Regions from separate parts of the Mus musculus genome. Here region 1 is linked to region 2. Evidence: chromatin contacts called from public promoter capture Hi-C data. All regions are on one chromosome and are shown on one strand. The core of a region is the stretch at or near the end of the contact, and the rest is flanking DNA. Distances in the headings are between cores, read along the strand shown.

Region 1 (4,294 bases), core at 967-3,466, 2.4 Mb after region 2:
CGTTGAAGTTTTCAGAAGCATGGGCAGTCGGCAGTAGTAACAGAGTCTCACCCCAGAAGGAAAAGAGGGGATAGGGAAAACAAAAGATTATGCAAGCCCCCAGCCCTTCCTGAAGCCCGTGCTCTGCCCAGCACTCGGATGCTGCTCTTTTCTTGCTTACCAACCAACTCCATTTGCTTGTGATGGCCCCATTTTTACAGTTTTCCACATGCTGGGGAGCCTAGGCCAAGCTGGTCACAAGTGGTCACTTACTCTTGCCATTCTTCATGAACCAAACCAACTGTGTGACTGTCTGATGTGCCACCTCACTCAGAGGGAAGCTCTAACATTGCCTCTGTAATATAATGCTAGTGACTGTATGTAGTACATGTTATATGTGTATAATCTTTTTACTGATAGACTGGAAACATGTCATCATTTTTTAGAAAGAAAAATAAACTTGGTTTTTCCATAGATTTCCTACCAATCTGAAATCCTATTATTCTACCTATACATTATCATTACTATTATCATGAATATTTATTCATTTGTCCTTCTTTGTACTCAATTATGTATCTATCCAAGAAACTTTAGTAAGTCTCTACTAGATAATTTTCAATGCAGCTTGGGCCTGCCATCACTTGTACCTACCTTCCCAGGTTTCAGGGTGTTAGGAATACTTGGCCCAGTGTGAAAGTGGAGCACAAACTATATCTCTGGGCTACAAGAATTGAAAGCGGCACATGCAACATTATTCAGGAAATCTAACGCAACTACTTTTTCTCTTGTGAACCTAGCACACACCCAAAACCTAGGCTGACTTGGGCTTTTCCATCCATTGTCAATGTGACTGCTTACAGCACAAACATGAGGATATGAGTTCAAATCCTTAGTGCCTACCTAAAAACCTATGTGTAGGGTGATGCACTTGTAACCCTAGTACTTGACAAAGGTGTGAGGTGGGCAGAAAGGGGAAACTCTCTGGGATTAGGTGGTTGTGAACCTAAGTTTAGGGAGAGCACTTGTTTCAAGGCAAAGAATGGTAGAAGATGGATATCCAATCTTCTCTGTCTTCCATGTGCAGAAATACCACACATCAAACACATGCACACACACACACACATGCATCGGGTGGGGGGGGAGAAACAGAGACACACACACACACACACACAGAGAGAGAGAGAGAGGGGGAGAGGGAGAGGGAGAAGGAGAGAGAGAGAGAGCAACAGACAATGGCCTGGGATTATGTTGTCCTAATAACTGTATTGGGTTACTTTAGTGCGTGCTAGACTCTGTGCATCACTATCTAACACCACAGCAAATATGTTGTCCTAATAACTGTATTGGGTTACTTTAGTGTGTGCTAGACTTTGTACATCACTATCTAACACCACAGCAACCCTGCAGGGTAAAGACTTATCTAACCTGGCTCAATAGCTTCAACTGCACCACCACTACCTCAAAGCTCCATGCATTGGCCTCACCCTTACTTTGCCTGATGTCAATGGAGCTCACATGTAACTGGGACCCCAGCTGAAGAACTGGTATCTTCCTTCCTGCATGGTTTCTCATCATTGAGGAGGCCAGCTAGGTCTGGTCACATGGTTTCAGAGGGAAAAAGAGTTGCATGAGCTCATGAGATCTATGCTGAGAACTTGTATACTTGTTGACCACCAGGTTCCATGGAAGCAAAACACTTGTTTCAAAAATATTCTCTTATCCTCTCATGAGAAGCACTGTAAAGAAACTGAGTGCCATTTGCAGTCATTCATCCCAACCTCAGAGAAGACAGTGAGGTAAAGAGAAGTCACATAAAGACACAACAGTCCCATGGTTAGCAAGTGGTCAGGTGGTATTCTAACCCTGGGAGTCTGTAAGCAGTGTCTGTGTACTTAACCAGAGATGCATGACTCAAGATAAGACCAGGGGGGCAGATGGGGAACCAGAACCACATGACATTCTCCTGAGAGGCAGGGTTTCATAGTGGTGAGGGCGCCCTAATTTCATCTCAAATCTAGCATAAGGCAGCAATGTGGCCTAAAGAAAGACAATTCCATACCATGTAAATCTGGGCTGCAGTCCAAACAAAAGTAAGTATAATATCATCATTTAGGGGAAACCTGAAATACTCTTTACACCGCCATAAAACATCTCCCCTGCAGCCCTCTCAGACTCCAAACTGGGCACCAAGTCAGACAGATCCCTGTGGAATGCTTTCCACTGGAAGCCTTCTGCTGCCACCTAGCCGGATAGAAGGAGGTACTGCAACTGGGGTTATGCAGGGGTGGGAGAGCTTCAGGCACTGGAATCCTGTTGAGGACATTGAGTCTGTCTGGATCTAAGAACTGGAGCCCAGATTTCAAGTCTTGGTGTTCTGGTTTCTATGGTGACTCTAAACAAATTCTTTCAGGAGCTTTTCCCTAAAACTATTCTTCCCAGGTTTTCCAACCTCTCCAGTTGGGCCCTCAATTGGTTCTAAAAGCTATTTGGGGAGGCTGGCTATGGTGTAGGACTGTTCTTGGACAGATCTCAAGCCTGTGGTCCACTGTGCAGCTGTATCAGTCTGTATCTCATGCACACATAAACACAGAGAATAGAAAAGCCCATAAAGACATCAGTTTCCTGCTCTGCCCCTGGTGCTCTGAGTACAACATCCTGTGATGATACTGTGATACTGCCGTCGGAGAGATCATGAATGGGGTTGGTTTTCAGGAGTTGAGTGAAGCTGAGGAGGCATCAACCCTTTGGGGGAAAGGTAACAAAACCTCCAATCCCTTGGAGGACCTTGACTGACTTTTTCAGATCAGTACATAGATGTTGAGAAACTGTTGTTTAAGGGGATCCATAACGAAGGGTCAAGGCACTCAGCCCTTCCAACTGTCAAGAGGGAAGCCAGAGCAAATGCATACCTTTCTTTTACATAGGTCCCCAGGCACCTCAGCAACCCTACCAGCCACCCTCAATAAACATGGCTGCTTACTATGTGAATGAAGCACAAAGCCCATATTCCCATGCCCCTCCAAACATATTATTTCCTCAAAGTCATACCTCTGTAGATAGCTGAACAGACACTCTCTCTGCAGCCGTCTGTAAGAGGGTTCACCCCTCACAGGAAGGCCTGAGGGAAGGTTCCACTGACATAATTGTAGAGAGACTAGCCAACCAAACGCCTGACTGAAATCCAAAGAAAGTATTTTCCTACACTTCTTGAACAAATGATTTTAATTAGGGTGAGTTATAGGTGAGTGGGTGAGTGGGTGTTTCTTAAAATTACCTTGGCAGTGGCTGCAATGCTGAATAAAATGACTCTCCCTTACCCAGCAACCCTAATTACCTACCAACATAATTACCCCTTCAGAGAGGGGTGGGGCCTTGTCTTAGTCACTGTTCTATTGCTGTGAAGAGACATCAATGACCAAGGCAACTTTTAGAAAGGAAAACGTTTAATTGAAAGCTTGCTCACAGATTCAGAGGTTCAGTGCATCGTCTTCCGTTTGGAAGCATGATAGCAGACATGGCCTTGGAGCAATAGCTAAGAACTACATGGTGGTCCGGAGACCAAGAGAGACATTCTCGGCCTGGGTGTGGGCTTTTGAAATCTCCAAGCCTACCCCCAGTGACACACTTCCTCCTATAAGCCACACCTCCTAATCTTGTTCAAATTGTGTCATTCCCTGGTGACTAAGCATTCAAAACTATGAGCCTGTGGGGCCCGTTCTTATTCAAACCACCACAGTCCTCATAATCTTCTCTGGCTCATAATGTTAAGGGGCCCAGTCTTGCACAGGAATTAGGCAGGTAATGGAAAATGATTTTGGAAATGCCATTTCTCCTGCAGCTAACCTGTGTATTCCCACAAATGAAAGGTTGTTATTAAATGCAGATGATGAAATTCAACAGAGAGACAGATAGCTGTGTCCAGGGTCATTCTGCAATGTGTAAGCAAGGCTACGATCAGAATACTGCTCTCCTGACTCCCATCTTCAACTATTTCATCAGCCAGAGATAAAATACCAATGCTTTCCAGAGCTGTTTGCACAGTTTAAAAGACATCCTCCCACAGACACTAATGCAAGCAAAACACCTATGCACATTTAAAAAAAATAAAGATTGTTACACCAAATGACAATTGCATAGAATAACTTGAGGCCACGTGATAAAGGACAGAAGAGAAATCTGTCTGAGTAGAACTCTGTGTGTAGTGCTTTGAATAGGAATACCCACAGAGGCTTGTGTATTTGAACACGTGGTCCCCAGTTGGAGGCAATGACTGAGCAGGGCTGGACTTGCTGGAGGAAGTATTCATTGAGAGTAG
Region 2 (4,614 bases), core at 1,918-4,417:
ATATTTTGTATCTATAAATACTGTTCATACTTTATCCATAGTATACAGTAACTTTTTCTTTTTTCCCCAATTTCTTTTTTTTTTCTTTCTTGAAATTGTTTCTATCTAACCCAGGATAAACTTTGACTCAGGATCTCCATTTCAGCCACGTAAGTAAGTACTGAGATTATAGGCATCTGCCACCACACTCAACATTTTTTTATAACTCAGAAACTTTTCTCTTGTTAAGAATTAATATTTTTGCCTTGTTTAATTTTATTATGTGTATACAAATCCATGCTTACCTGAGTAGTTCAGTTTGAACCTTGGTTTGCAGGATGAAGACATAAAACTAGTTTGAACTGAATTGGGAGAGGGGACAGTATCTAAAAAGAGGGAAGTATAAGAGCTAAGGGCCTGTGGTTAAGGATGATGGTCAATGAGGAATGATGAGGTGACAACTTAGGGATTAAGGGAAGGAGAAGTTGAATAGATTGTTGGAGGATGGGGTACTGAGTGCATAGGGCTTTATGGTTTACAGTTAATATTAGTTGCTTTGTCTTAGTGTTCTATTGCTGACCAAAGCAACTCTTATAAGAGAAAGAATTTAATCTTGGGCTTGCTTACAGCTTCAGACAGAGGTTTAGTCCAATATTGTGATCCAATATTAGTCCAATATTGTGTCAGGGAGCATAACAACATACAGTCAGGTACTGGAATAGTAGCTGAGAACTACATGTTTATTCATAGGCAGAGAGACAAAGAGAGGGAGGGAGATAGGGAAGGTGGGAGGGAGAGAATAAGAGAGGGAGAGAAAGAAAGAAGGAGGGAGAGAAAGAGAGAGACTTTGGGTTTGGCATAGCTTTTGAAATTTCAAAGCCCGTCCTTGCAAACACAATTCCTCCAGTAAGGCACACTTCCTAATCCTTCTAATCCTTTCAAATAGTGTGCTCCCTGATGACTAAGCATTCAAATATATGAATTTATGGGAGCATTACTGTTGAAACTACCATAGTCTTGAGCTAATGATTAGAAGAAACTAATTTTAAGATTTTGGGTAGGAGGGAGAAAAGGACAGTTTTAAACCCCTTTATCCATTCCTTCTTTTTTTTTTTGTAGGCATGCTCTGTTTCCATTTAGGAACGATAGAAATGTTCTGTTGTTTGCAATAAGCTTTAATAGATTGAACGGGTTTTGTGCATGAGCATTTTGATGTCAGCCCTGGCTTGGATCTGGTTCTCTTATGCTGGGTTGTTTGTTCTGTTGTCTGTATGTTGCCTTGAGCAACTTGACAGTGTTCTGAGGATTCTTTTTTTTTTTTTTTTAAATCTCTAGAACATGGTTGTTTTCCTTTGCTTTCAAATCAATTCACAGTTGACTCCAGTTAAATCTCTTTTTAGTCAATCATTATGTAATAGAGAATTTTGTTTCAGGTCTAATGTTTAACACTACAGGACTCTGCTGCAACTCACTTATTTATTTTTATATAAATGGTTATTTTCATTTATTTAAAACATCTTAAGTTTTAAAAAAAGGAGCAAAATCCATGATGTACAAGTATTCAAGGTCCAATTCCTTATTCATAGTATGAAAATTATCATTGTATTCATACTCAAAATCACCTCTACCTGCTTTAGCCTTTGTGGTCACACAGGGAACTGGAAACAAGGAATCCCTTGCTTCTAACATGCAAAATGCAAAAATGAGAAATGAAAAAAAGCATTGTGTAAAATATATTCTACTTATTACAGAAGACAACTTTGGAGCATACAGAGAACTCAAGAGTGGCTGCTGAGATAGAGATATTGGGAGACTTTTTTTCTTTGAAAATGTAGAGTAGCAAAAGAGGAAGACTTTGTAGCAAAAACACAAAATTGGAGAAAGAAGAGAAGTGGCATGTTTAGCAGAAAGGCTTCTTGACCTATGCACAGAGTCACTATCAGAATAGTTTTCTTCATGAACAAAATTCTGTAGAGGCAAAAGGCAGTTTGGACCTCCACTTCAACTCAAGTCACATAGTTGTGCCAATATTGGGCAGAAACCAGTGCAACTACAAGCAGCTTTCTCTGTTAGCACACCAGTTTCTTTGAGAATGAGCAATTGAATCTGATCATGACTGGAAGGAGAGAGTAAAAGTAACAACCATTTTTTTTTCTTTTAAAAATTAAGGACATTAGTGGTATATAGCTTTTTAGTTGTCTCAAGAAATGAAGACTCCTTGGGCTGGTGAGATAGCTCAGTGGGTAAGAGCACTGACTGTTCTTCCTAAGGTCCTGAGTTCAAATCCCATAACCACATGGTGGCTTATAACCACCTGTAATGAGATCTGATGCCCTCTTCTGGTGCGCATGAAGACATCTACAGTGTACTTATGTATAATAATAAATAAATCTTAAAAAAAAAAAGAAATGAAGGATCCAGTGAGGTGGCCAAACATGGAAGGAACCAGGATGTCTAGGTAAAAAATACAACCTTGAACAATTCCAGTAGTAAAATAGTCTACAAGTTTTTAAGAGCAAGGGTAGGTAAAGGGTAGGTATATTAGATTAGGTCTGTATTAGGTTTTTCTGTGGTCTTTCTGTGGAGATAAAAATCCCTTTCAAGTTCATCAGCATCACTTTGCAGGGAATCATCATTTAGGAGATACTTGGGTTTACCTGAGGTAAAGAGAAAAGAACAGGCGGCCTCAATGAGTGCGAAGACTTTGATAGGATTTCTGAGTCAGAGTACATAGCAGTCAGGAGACTACAAGACAAGATCCTAACGATCTGCTGTAAGCTTACACGAACATCATGCTCTGGGATCTAGAGTATGGGAGGCACAGTGCTATAAAAGCGAGAACAAGCATATAAGTTGTGAGACTAGTGCAATTTTCCTTCTCTAGTTAGATCATTACAGGTGTCTTTAGGTGATTTTCACATTTTGATTGATGTGAAAAATCTTCCCCAATCAAGGAGTCAAGAAAGAATCTGCAAAGACATTTCCCCATCTTAGCTGGAGTGAAGTGATAATTGAGTTCAGACAAACAAAACAACACGTTCTACATCTCATAACAAAGCTGGCAAAATTACAAGACATCTAATGTGATAGACCTAGATAATCTTCCAGGGAAACCCGAGACCAAATGCCTCGAACAGTTTGTTAAGGGTTCTGCACTCTAAGTGGCCTCTAGATCTGTGCAGCTGCAGGCAATTTGCAGGAGAGGCAGTGTGGTGTGTGGGTCCCTGGCAAGGGATGTTCATTTGAGACTATCCCCTCCAACAGCTTTTGCCATTCATCATTTCCACATCCAGATGGCTCCCATTGTCTATAGATTCCTCTTTTTTTTTTTCTTTTTTTTAGTGCAAAGTGGCCGCTCTTAAATCTGTCATGTATTAGTGTTGGAAGCAATTTTATTATTCATCTAGTAGTCCAATTACCACTCTTTATAGAAGAGGAAGTGGAAATCCAAAGAAGGGAAATATCGTGGTCAAAACTACCCAGTTCCGTTGTGTCACAGCTGAAGGAAGAACATTTTTATCTCTTGGATCTCTGCCTGGTGGGTGCTTCTTTCAGTTCACCAGAACCTGATCATTTTGGGGGAAACTTGTGGCCCAGTATTTGAAGTCAGTGGATGATGAATTCAAGTCTCATCTCTGTGATTTGGTCGTTATGTGACCTTGGGTAGTTAATCCTTACTTCTCTCATTTGTGAAATGAAGTTGGCAATAGAACCTTTAACACAAACTGTCAGGAGGGCAAGTGGATAGTGATGCTTAAAGTGTTTATTGCAGTATCTGGTACACAGCATTACTCAGCGAATCAATTTTTATTTCTACAGATGCAAATCCTTTTACATTAGAGCATAAAGAACTTTTGGGGGCTGGGGAATGCAGTTAGTATTTTCTGGATGAGTATCTAATATATATTAGATATATTATATATTATCAAATCTTGATTTCTGGATACAACTGTACATCTATCATGCATGCATACATACTCTAATATATATATATACTATATATACATATAGCACCTCTGGTAGCTATAAAAGAACTTCTGTAGGAATCATTTTATTAGATAGGAAGGTAAAGAAAATATTTTAAGTTCTCAGATAATGGTTTCTCTCTCATTGTCTACTGCACAGCACTTAATGTTGAAGATCAGTGGGCCTGTGCTACCAACTTGAAGCCCCCACCCCCCCCCCCCAGGTGAAGAAGAGAGGCTCTGGATTTTTAAAGTAATGCACATAATTAATTAAGGGCCAGTTTGATTTTTTGAAGAATGTGATATTTTGTTCACAAGAGGAAAAAAAAAATCACTGACATGCTCTGAATTTCCTATAGTGGCTGATATAAGGTCACTAATGTTTAGAGGGACAGTTAATCTACTGAGAAATCTGAGAAGAAAAGCAAATGAGGGGATAGACAGAACATCTTAATAGTTAAGAGTGTGTACTGTGTTTAGGAAGCACCCAAATTCCACTCTCTGTCTCCTTGTCAGGTGGCTCACAACTGCCTGTGACTCTGGTTCCAGGGCATCTGATGGCTCTGACCTCTTTGAGCATCTCTATTCATAGGCACACATCTACAGACACACATCAACCCGTATACTAAGACATCATGAAGAAGGCAAATGAAACTAAATACTTTATAGG

Evidence for each region. Promoter capture Hi-C pulls out the DNA fragments that hold promoters and counts their contacts.
Region 1: a promoter capture Hi-C map of second pharyngeal arch cranial neural crest shows a contact between it and region 2. The contact joins two enhancer-like sites. A contact is called at or near these places in 4 of 39 promoter capture datasets (cranial neural crest, frontonasal cranial neural crest, maxillary cranial neural crest and 1 more) and 1 of 115 datasets of contacts at active chromatin or transcription factors (VIP interneurons).

What each region holds. Positions count from the first base shown.
Region 1 is chr11:43,261,820-43,266,113 of GRCm38.p6, forward strand. It overlaps Atp10b (ATPase, class V, type 10B), which reads left to right. Exons shown (of 23, transcript NM_176999.3): 23 at 1-466. Among named protein-coding and RNA genes, the nearest start is that of Gm12146, 40 kb to the left of the region's middle. Within about 2 kb of position 2,217, at least 55 of the 459 cell types and tissues checked have an H3K27ac peak or open chromatin away from gene starts, as enhancers often do. A contact at or near this core is called in VIP interneurons and second pharyngeal arch cranial neural crest, where this site is marked.
Region 2 is chr11:40,832,409-40,837,022 of GRCm38.p6, forward strand. No RefSeq gene overlaps it. Among named protein-coding and RNA genes, the nearest start is that of Ccng1, 79 kb to the left of the region's middle. Within about 2 kb of position 3,168, at least 4 of the 459 cell types and tissues checked have an H3K27ac peak or open chromatin away from gene starts, as enhancers often do. A contact at or near this core is called in VIP interneurons and second pharyngeal arch cranial neural crest, where this site is marked.